Linked DNA regions of Oryctolagus cuniculus: region 2 is linked to region 1. A link is a contact called in public Micro-C data. All regions are on one chromosome and are shown on one strand. The core of a region is the stretch at or near the end of the contact, and the rest is flanking DNA. Distances in the headings are between cores, read along the strand shown. Region 1 holds the start of LOC100338244 (tRNA (guanine(10)-N2)-methyltransferase homolog). Region 2 holds the start of NCOA7 (nuclear receptor coactivator 7).

The links. A called contact is a pair of places that touch in the nucleus more often than the background predicts.
Region 2: a contact with region 1 is called in a Micro-C map of ear pinna, with 4 times the contacts expected there. The contact joins the promoter of NCOA7 here to the promoter of LOC100338244 in region 1. A contact is called at or near these places in 4 of 6 Hi-C or Micro-C datasets (ear pinna, embryonic fibroblasts, skin fibroblasts and 1 more).

The regions. Positions count from the first base shown.
Region 1 is chr5:43,819,475-43,823,587 of mOryCun1.1, reverse strand. LOC100338244 (tRNA (guanine(10)-N2)-methyltransferase homolog) reads left to right here and starts at 2,158. Exons shown (of 16, transcript XM_051854366.2): 1 at 2,158-2,244. It also overlaps the pseudogene LOC100347749.
Region 2 is chr5:44,007,803-44,011,915 of mOryCun1.1, reverse strand. NCOA7 (nuclear receptor coactivator 7) reads left to right here and starts at 2,006. Exons shown (of 16, transcript XM_070073629.1): 1 at 2,006-2,144.

The DNA.
Region 1 (4,113 bases), core at 909-3,408:
GAGAAGAGAACCTAGGACCAAAGCCACCCAACAAGAAGACAGGCTTAGAAGAGGAGGCAGCAAAGCAGACTGAAAGGAAAAGCCAATCAGAAAGCTGGAAAGTCACAAAGTATATGCTATGATGGAAACCAAGAGAAGAAAGTCTGCCAAGGGGAAGAAAATGACTAACTGTCTCTGAAAAGCTGAGGACTAAAAAGTGACCATTAGATTTAGCAACATGGAGGTCACTGGTGACCTTGACAAGAGTTATTACAGACAGAGGTGGCAGCAAAAGCCTGGAAGGAGGCAGTGAGATAGAACAGAGGCAGGATTTGAGTTGGTCCAAGCAATTTCTTCGTGTTTACAAAAAGGAGCTCTGGCTCTCAGTTCTTCACTGAGATGCCTGCCTGGTCTTTTCAATGAACTCAGCTAGCGTGCTTATGGACTCTGTCCCATGTCTGAAATTCTTTTCTTGCATGAAGACAAGAACTTCTGATTAGTGGTCTCCTAGAACAAAAGGACTTAGATCTAGAATATGTATTTTAGAAAACCACTTACTATCATGTTCTCAAAACCGTGTATATGAAATTTGTTCCCTTTATATAAATAAAATATAAAAATTTTAAAAAATTCCATATGTAAGGCATACGAAGCATTTGGGGCCAGTGTCGTGGTGTAGTGGGTAAACTTGCTGTCTGAGCCTCTGGCATCCTTTATGGATGACAGTTTGAGTCCCGACTATTCCACTTCCAATCCAGCTCCCTGCTGATGGCCTGGGAAAGCAGCAGAGGATTGCCCAACTACTTTGGTCCCTACCACCCAGTGGGAGACCCAGAAGAAGATCCTGGCTCCTGGTTTCAGCCTGGCCCAGATCCAGCCATTGTGGCCATGTGGGGAGTGAACCAGAGGATGGAAAATTTCTCTCCCTGTCTCTCCCTCTCTGTCCGTAACTCTTTCAAATAAACAGACACATCTAAAAAAAAAAGAAAAGGATATGTCTCCAGAATATTTAGGGAACACATAATTCAGTAAGAATCCACATTTGAAAAAATGGGCAAAAAGTTTGAACATTTTATGAAAGAAGACACACAAATGACAAATAAACACATGAAAGACGCTCCTTGGTTTTCAGGGAAATTACAGCAGCTAAACTGTTCAGTGGGACACCCACATCATATGAGTGCCTGGGTTCAAATCTCAACTGTGCTTCCAGGTCCAGGCTCCTGCTAATGTACACCTTGGAGGGTAGTGGTGATGGTTTCTAGTGATTTCATCCCTGCCACCCACATGGGAGAAATGAATTGATTTATAGGCTCCTGGCTGCGGCCTGGCCCAGCCCCAACTATTGTGGATGGAGGATCTATCTTGGTTTCTCCGTGCCTTTCAAATAAAACTTAAATAAAAGGAAGTCTGTTTTCAAAAAAGTTTAGTGGGTTCTGGGGACAGATAAACCTTTCTCTGCACTTTCTCACTACCAACCAGTCTTCTGTTGATGTCAAGAAAACAAAGAAATAACTTAGGAAGTTATTGTACTAGTCAAGGTGAGGCACAAGGAATCATTGGCAGTGAATTTCTGGAATATCTGAGACGGTCAACAGGGCACCACATTCACTTGGCTGGGTGGAATATGAAAGGCTACCTTTTTTTTTTTTTTTTTTTTTGAGAGAACGAGAAGAGGGAGTGAGGGAGACACACACACACACTCTATCTGCCCATTCACTCCCAAAATGTCCCCAGTGGCCCCAACCACCTGAGCTATCCTTGCTGACTCCTAGGGTCTGCATGGGCAGGAAGCTGGGGTGCCCAGCTACTCTAACCTTTAGCATAACGCAGGCGTCTAACCTTTAGCATAACACCTGCTCCTAGGCCCTAATTTAGATTTAGCTAGTACTGTCGACAACAACAAAAAGAAAACCGAGACGTCAGGTTCAGGTTTACACATTTTGAGCTTATGCTGGTAAATATGTAGCACCACACGTGATCTATACTGAAAAGGCTCTAGAAATTTTGGTCGTCCTCTTACAACCTATGCATGTTTAAAATCAACCTTTAAGAACACTTGAGAAAAATAAGGGTGACACTCGTACTCTTCTGATACTCTGCCGTATGACGAGACTCGCAGGAGCGGCGATCAGAATACCCACCAGGCTTCACTCGGCAGACGTTCGGCGCCCCAGTGATGTCACCCGACGCACGGCGCGCTCCTCCATCTCGGCGGACGTCGTGCGTCCTTACCAACGAGGCGCCGGGGGCGGGCGACTCCAGGTAATGTCCTCGCTCGCCACCTAGTGGCTCCCGGAGGCGCCTTTCCTCTACCGGCGGCCTGGATCAGCGCATGCGCCCACCTTCCTGCCCGCTCCACCTCCAGGCGAAGGGCGACGCCTCGAGATAAAAGCGAGTAGGTGCGGGAGGCGGCAGCTGCGCGGGCCTAGGGGTCCCGGAAAAGCCAAAACTCTGTTCTGTAGGGACCCGCGCGAAGGCAGCCGGGGAGTGGGGGAGCTGACGCATGGAGCCGAGTCCCGACTGTGATGCAGCAGTCACTGCAGGACCTAAGGCGTCCTCCACGGAGACGTCCGCGGTCGCCACCAAGTCCTCGGAAGCCGAGGACTACGACAGCAAGTGCGTGTTCTGCCGGATCGCCCGGCAGCAGGAAACCAACACCGAGCTCCTGCACTGTGAGGTGGGCGGCGAAGCGCGGCCGGGCCACGGGAGGCCCGAGTTGGGGCGCTCCCGAGGCGGAGCTGTTTGTGCGTTGGGGTTGGGGAGCCGGGGCTCTGCCCAGCCCTGCAGACGGCCCCAGTGTCCCCGAGTCCCCCACCCTTGCTTCGCCCCGGGGCCGGTTCATGTCCCCCAGAGCTCTGAAGTTAGGAGAAGGGGAGAGGTGGTGCCAGCGGGACCTGGCCTAAAATGGCACTTTGTGGCTTGTGCGTTAATTACACGGATTCCCCCTAACTCCCTTCTAGATGCGAGTTTTGATTCGGATCACTTTAAGACTGATATTGAAAACTACTGGAAAATAAATCATGGCAATTGTGGAAAGCTGAGTCTCAAGTCCAACCATTGCTTAACAACCTCTGATTTCCCCTGAAATGTTGTCACTGGGATGTGTGGTAATCTGAGCCCTGAGCCTTTGCCAAGATATTGTAAAACAGATAACCTGATACACACCTGATCTCACTGGTGCCACTTTAGAGAAACAACCTTCTGGGAGAATCGGCGACAAAGATAGTGTCTGTTGTAGTTAGCCTTCCCTCCTTGCTTAGAAACAGATTGAATTCCATCAACCACCTTGTTTTGGAGATCCAATTGGAGAAGACAGTAAAGGCCAGTTTGTATAGAGGTTTTATCTTTGTGTGTGTGTGTGTGTGTGTGGTTGTTAAGATTTATTTATTTGAAAGAGTTAGGCAGAGAGAGAGAGAGAGAGAGAGAGAGAGAGAGATTCCATCCACAGGTTCACTCCCCAAATGGCCACAGGCTGGGCCAGGCCGAAACCAGGAGCCAGGAGCTTCATCTGGGTCTCCCATGTGGATGTTTGATCCCAAGCACTTGGGCCTTCTTCCACTGCTTTCCCAGGTGCACCTGCAGAGAGCTGGATCGGAAGTGGAGCAGCCAGGACTCAAACCTGCACCCACATGGGATGCCAGCGCTGCAGGCAGCAGCTTGATCTGCTATGCCACAACACTGGCCCCAGGTTTTTATCATCTTAAAAGGCAGAGTGAATACAGAAGAGACAGTTGATTACCAGGCCCCGTGCATTTTAGGTGTTTTGTGAGCCCGCGGAAGGGGCAGCTACCCAGATTTGAGGGGTTGGGGAAGGCTTTCCAGAGCAAGTGAGCTCTAAGTAGGAGTTGACCAGATAAGGAGGGGAGGAAACCATGTCCTAGCTGGAGAGAACTTTATCCAGGGGAACATACATTGGCCAACCAGCAAGGGAAACCCCACAGTGCTTTGTGCTGGGGTGAGGAGTTGCCTGAAGGGTTTTATTCTTTGATGTATCCTTCCACCACCCTGGTGGGGAATGGTTTGGGGAGGACCAGAATGGCCGTAGGGTGTTCTGTTAGGAGGCAGTTGAAGTAACACAGCCTGATGATGCCTTGAAATCAGAATGTGGTAGCAGGGACAAAGGTGGATCAA
Region 2 (4,113 bases), core at 757-3,256, 190 kb before region 1:
ATTTAGTTCAAATTTAGATGGCCACATGTGGCTAGTGGAGACAGTATAGGTCACTACAAATTTAGAGGATAAGGAAGTAGTTTTATTTCTTCTAATTTCTCTATGAAATTTAGGTAAATCAATAAGTACTCTGTGGAAAAGAATGAGTGAATAATCTTTAAAGAGTAAGTTTCTCATTTCTAAGCTAGGAGCATAAATCTTATTATGTTAGGATTTTCACCATAATAAGGTGTTATAATAAGAATGTAATATAATATGTAGTCCCAGAGAAGTTCCTGAAGACAGTTACATGATTTGCAATGTTTTTAAAAGGCTGACATTTTATAACTGAGGGTCACTACTTGTTAAATATACTGTTTTATCTTTTTCTCTAATACAAAAAGTAATTTGTTTCTTTTTTCTAAATGGATGCATGGTTGATCTATCCTTTTAAAAAACATAATGATTACTCGAAAAACAGAGTGACACAGGGAGGGAGACAGAGAGCATTCCCTGATTCATTTCCCAAATACCTGCAGCAGTCATGGCTGAGCCAGGCACCCAGAGCTCAACTCAGATATTCTATGTGGGTATCAGGGACCAAGTACCTGAGCCGTCACCTGTTACCTCGCAGGGGTGTGCATTAGCAGGAAGTGAAATCCGGAGTGCACCCGGGATGCGAGCTCAGGTACCCCTATATGAATGGGGCTGTGTCACAACCCTACCCCCAATTTGTTTTTTGACAAGACATAGGGTCCATGAAAACAGAAGAGGGCTGCTGGTAATGGAAGGATGGGAAGCAGTTTTAGAATTGGAGCCCAATGGACATTTTCTGTAGAAGCCACATTCAAAATTTGTAAATTTGGGTAGAGTAAGCACTGTCAAATTTTCCTCGATACTGGGTTTATCCCGTTACTTATACATCACATATGCACATATGTACTTTTATAATCAACTAATTCAGGATTTTGGACAAAATACCATAAACTGCATAACAGGCAGTTTTAAAAAATACAGTGGGGCTCTCCATCAGAGAGACTCGGGGAGCAGCCAAGTCACGTGGTGGATGTTTCCTGACTCAGCTCAGCGCCGGCAGGGCCCCCACCCCCACCCAACCTCCAATGTGCTAAAAGAACTCATCTCAAACAACTTCAGCTATCTTATTACAATTTGGATTTGCCAGGGCACAAGTTTCTCTTTTGCCTGATGTTTATTAACCTTAGATTTCAAAATCATAAGAGCACTCATCAAAGAAGTATGAGAGCAGCTCCGACTCTGGAGATTTCCAGCCAGGTTCTTTTGCTACAATGAAATCAGCTCTTCATATTTCAGAAACCAAATGTTTCCTTTCTAAACCCTAACTGGTTTACAAATAGCACAATGCCTACAGATACAAAGGGGGAATATGCCTCATTCTCCACATTCAAACCAAAAATGTAAACCTGAAGTCTCCATTTAGACCCCTGGCAGAATGGGGAGATTATTTCACATGTGTTAACCAGGGTAACATAACTGCAACTGAAATCCCAAAGCCACCGCTGTTCAGTTCTTTGTTCCGCCTGCCAGAGACGATGTCGCAGCATAATCAGCAGCAGCAGCCCAGGGGACGCCACCCTCTCTGGGTCTGTGGGGATGGCTTTGGCCACACCAATGCAATGTCATCAGGCCAGCTGCAGGCTCTTCCTTGAGGTTTTGCTGTTGTTGACGACTGTAAGGCTGAACTCCGTGGCCAGGTCCTCCTAGTCATCACGCAGCACTGGTCATGGGACCGCAGAGGGAGCTGCATCCAAGTGGGGGTGGGAAGCTCACAGGCACAGGCCGGCTGCTGATGCAAATCTTCCCCAGGTTCTCTGGTGTCCCTGCCAAGAGGCAGCTGGGAGGGCCCCATGGCTACATGCCTATTGCTGTAAGATTGCAATTTGGCAGCATCCTGGAAGTTGTACGGGGACGGGCGGGGGAGGAGATGGTGGGCCCCTTTACTCAGCGCCTCGCCGGAAGGCACAGAAGGATGAATTCATTGTGGCCAGCGGTCCCCGCGCTGCAAGGAGAGTCAGGGGCTTCGAGAGCTCGGGGAGACGCTCGGGCCCCAGGTCTGCTCTCACAGCCCGACTTCCCCCCAAGGGTGTGAGCCAAGGCCGGCCATAGGGGCTGCAGCCCGGGGCGAGGTAAGCAGACCTTTGCAGGTCCTGCGGCCGGCGGCAGGCACGCGCTCGGGAGGCGTCACAAAGGGCCGCGGCCTGCAGAGGCCGCGCGCGCAGCTCTCCAGGGCGGAGCCGACGGCCCGGGCTGGGCTGTGCGGAGGCCGCCGAGGCTGCGGCAGTCGGGGGTGGCCGGGCGGCAGGCCTCCCGGCTCCGAGGTCCAGAGGGCAGGGAGCATGCGGCAGCTGCAGCCCGAGCCTCCGCGCCAGGCCGCCGAGCTCCCCGGGCCCCGCCGCCGCCGCGGAGGGGCGCAGAGCGCGCCGCCAACCGGGCGGAGCTAGAGGCGGGCATTTGCACCGCGTCGCGCCACCCGCAACTCCCCGCCTTCGGCCTGGCCGGGAGCCGTCGTGGCTGATGCGCTGACCGCGGGCGCAGCGGCCGCCGCGCGTGGGGCGAGGCCTGAGGCGTCCGGGCAGCGGCTGCGCCCAGCAGAGCGCGGACCCGGGGCTCCGCGGGCGCGCACCCCGCGCCCCTGCCTCCTCCCGTCGCCCCTCCTCGGCGCACGGTCCACCCCCAAGCCTTCCTTCCACCCACCCTAAAGGATGCGCTCCCCCGCGCCCAGCGGCAGAGGCCACCGCTCCCAGAAATGTGTGCGCCTGACCCCCTTCTCCGCGAACCCAGGAGCTGGCGCCCCCGCCCTGTAGGTAGGTGGGTGGGGCGGGGCCGGAGCTCGCGGCCGCCTGCGGCTGATGCTGCCGGGAGAGGCCAGGGGCCGGGGCCGGACCGGCCAAACTTGCCTCCCGCCGCGCTCCGGGGAGCACTCGGAGGTGTGTTAATGGCGCTGGGGCGCAGCCCCCTGCTACTCTGCAGACCTCTTGGTGGGCTGAGGAGGCCGGGCGGGGGCGAAGGAGAGCTTGACCCTTCCCCGGCCAGCCCCTGGGGGCATGTGGGGTGCGGGGTGGGGAGGACAGGCTGGCATGCGGGGATTGGCAGAGGGGACCGTTGGCATTTCAGCGGCTGAGGTGGAAATGTCACTGCGATTTTCCGACTGGATTAGCAGATGGCTCCTTCTTGTCTTTTTTAGCCCGAACAGGTAGACAGGCGAAGCATTCTGTTAGCGACAGGGAGCAGTCGCTGTGGCTTGCTGTGTTTCATTTCAGAGCTAGCTGGATGGCAAATAAAATTGGTAGACCAGACCTTTCCCGACAACAGTCTAGGGCAGGTTGAAAGAGTCCTTCTAGAAGTCGGAGTGTCCAGGAGGTGGGTGAGGCCGGGGTGGTGTTGTGCTGCCCAGTTCGGAGCCCGCGGCTCGGAGAAGGGCGGTGCTGGCGGTGAAGTTGGATACAGGTGTCGGGTCAGGCTCTGCCGCAGGGATGCGCCGGGTCAGCCAGCAGAGGCGCCTCGTGCTCAGCCCCGCGCCAGCCCGGTGGCAGGGTTTGTGTTTTCGAGAAACTGGTGATGAATGATTTTTTTTCTCCTCCAGGTAGGAACTTTGTGAAACAGAGCTTTTGACAAGATTATCTCTTCTCAGACCGTGATTCTTAATTTTATATTAAGAAGTAAGGTCTAGAGGTTGGGAAAATGGATCATTTGTAAACTCTGTTTAGGTTTAGAGATTTGGAGAGATGAATCAGTAAAAACTCCAACCCCCAGTTCCTGTAATCTAGTGCCTTCTGCGTTTCAAGCTTCATCTAAAGACGATTTAGAACTAGCGTGTAGGAAGGGATTCTTAAAAACTTCATGGAAAATGCGTATTATGAAAAAGCTATGCGTGGATTTAAAAATTTTTTTGCCCAAAATTAATACCATTTTCCATGAACTTTTTGAAGCATGCTTGTTATTTGTTCTGTAGCAGTGAAGTTTAACTGGATTTTAAAAATTACTACTTTATTTAAATTGGCACACTCATCTATTTTAACATGCAGATTTCAATTCTGCCCTTTTTAGGACCAAGGCTATCCTTCTGGAATATGTTATTAAATGAGGTAATTGTCT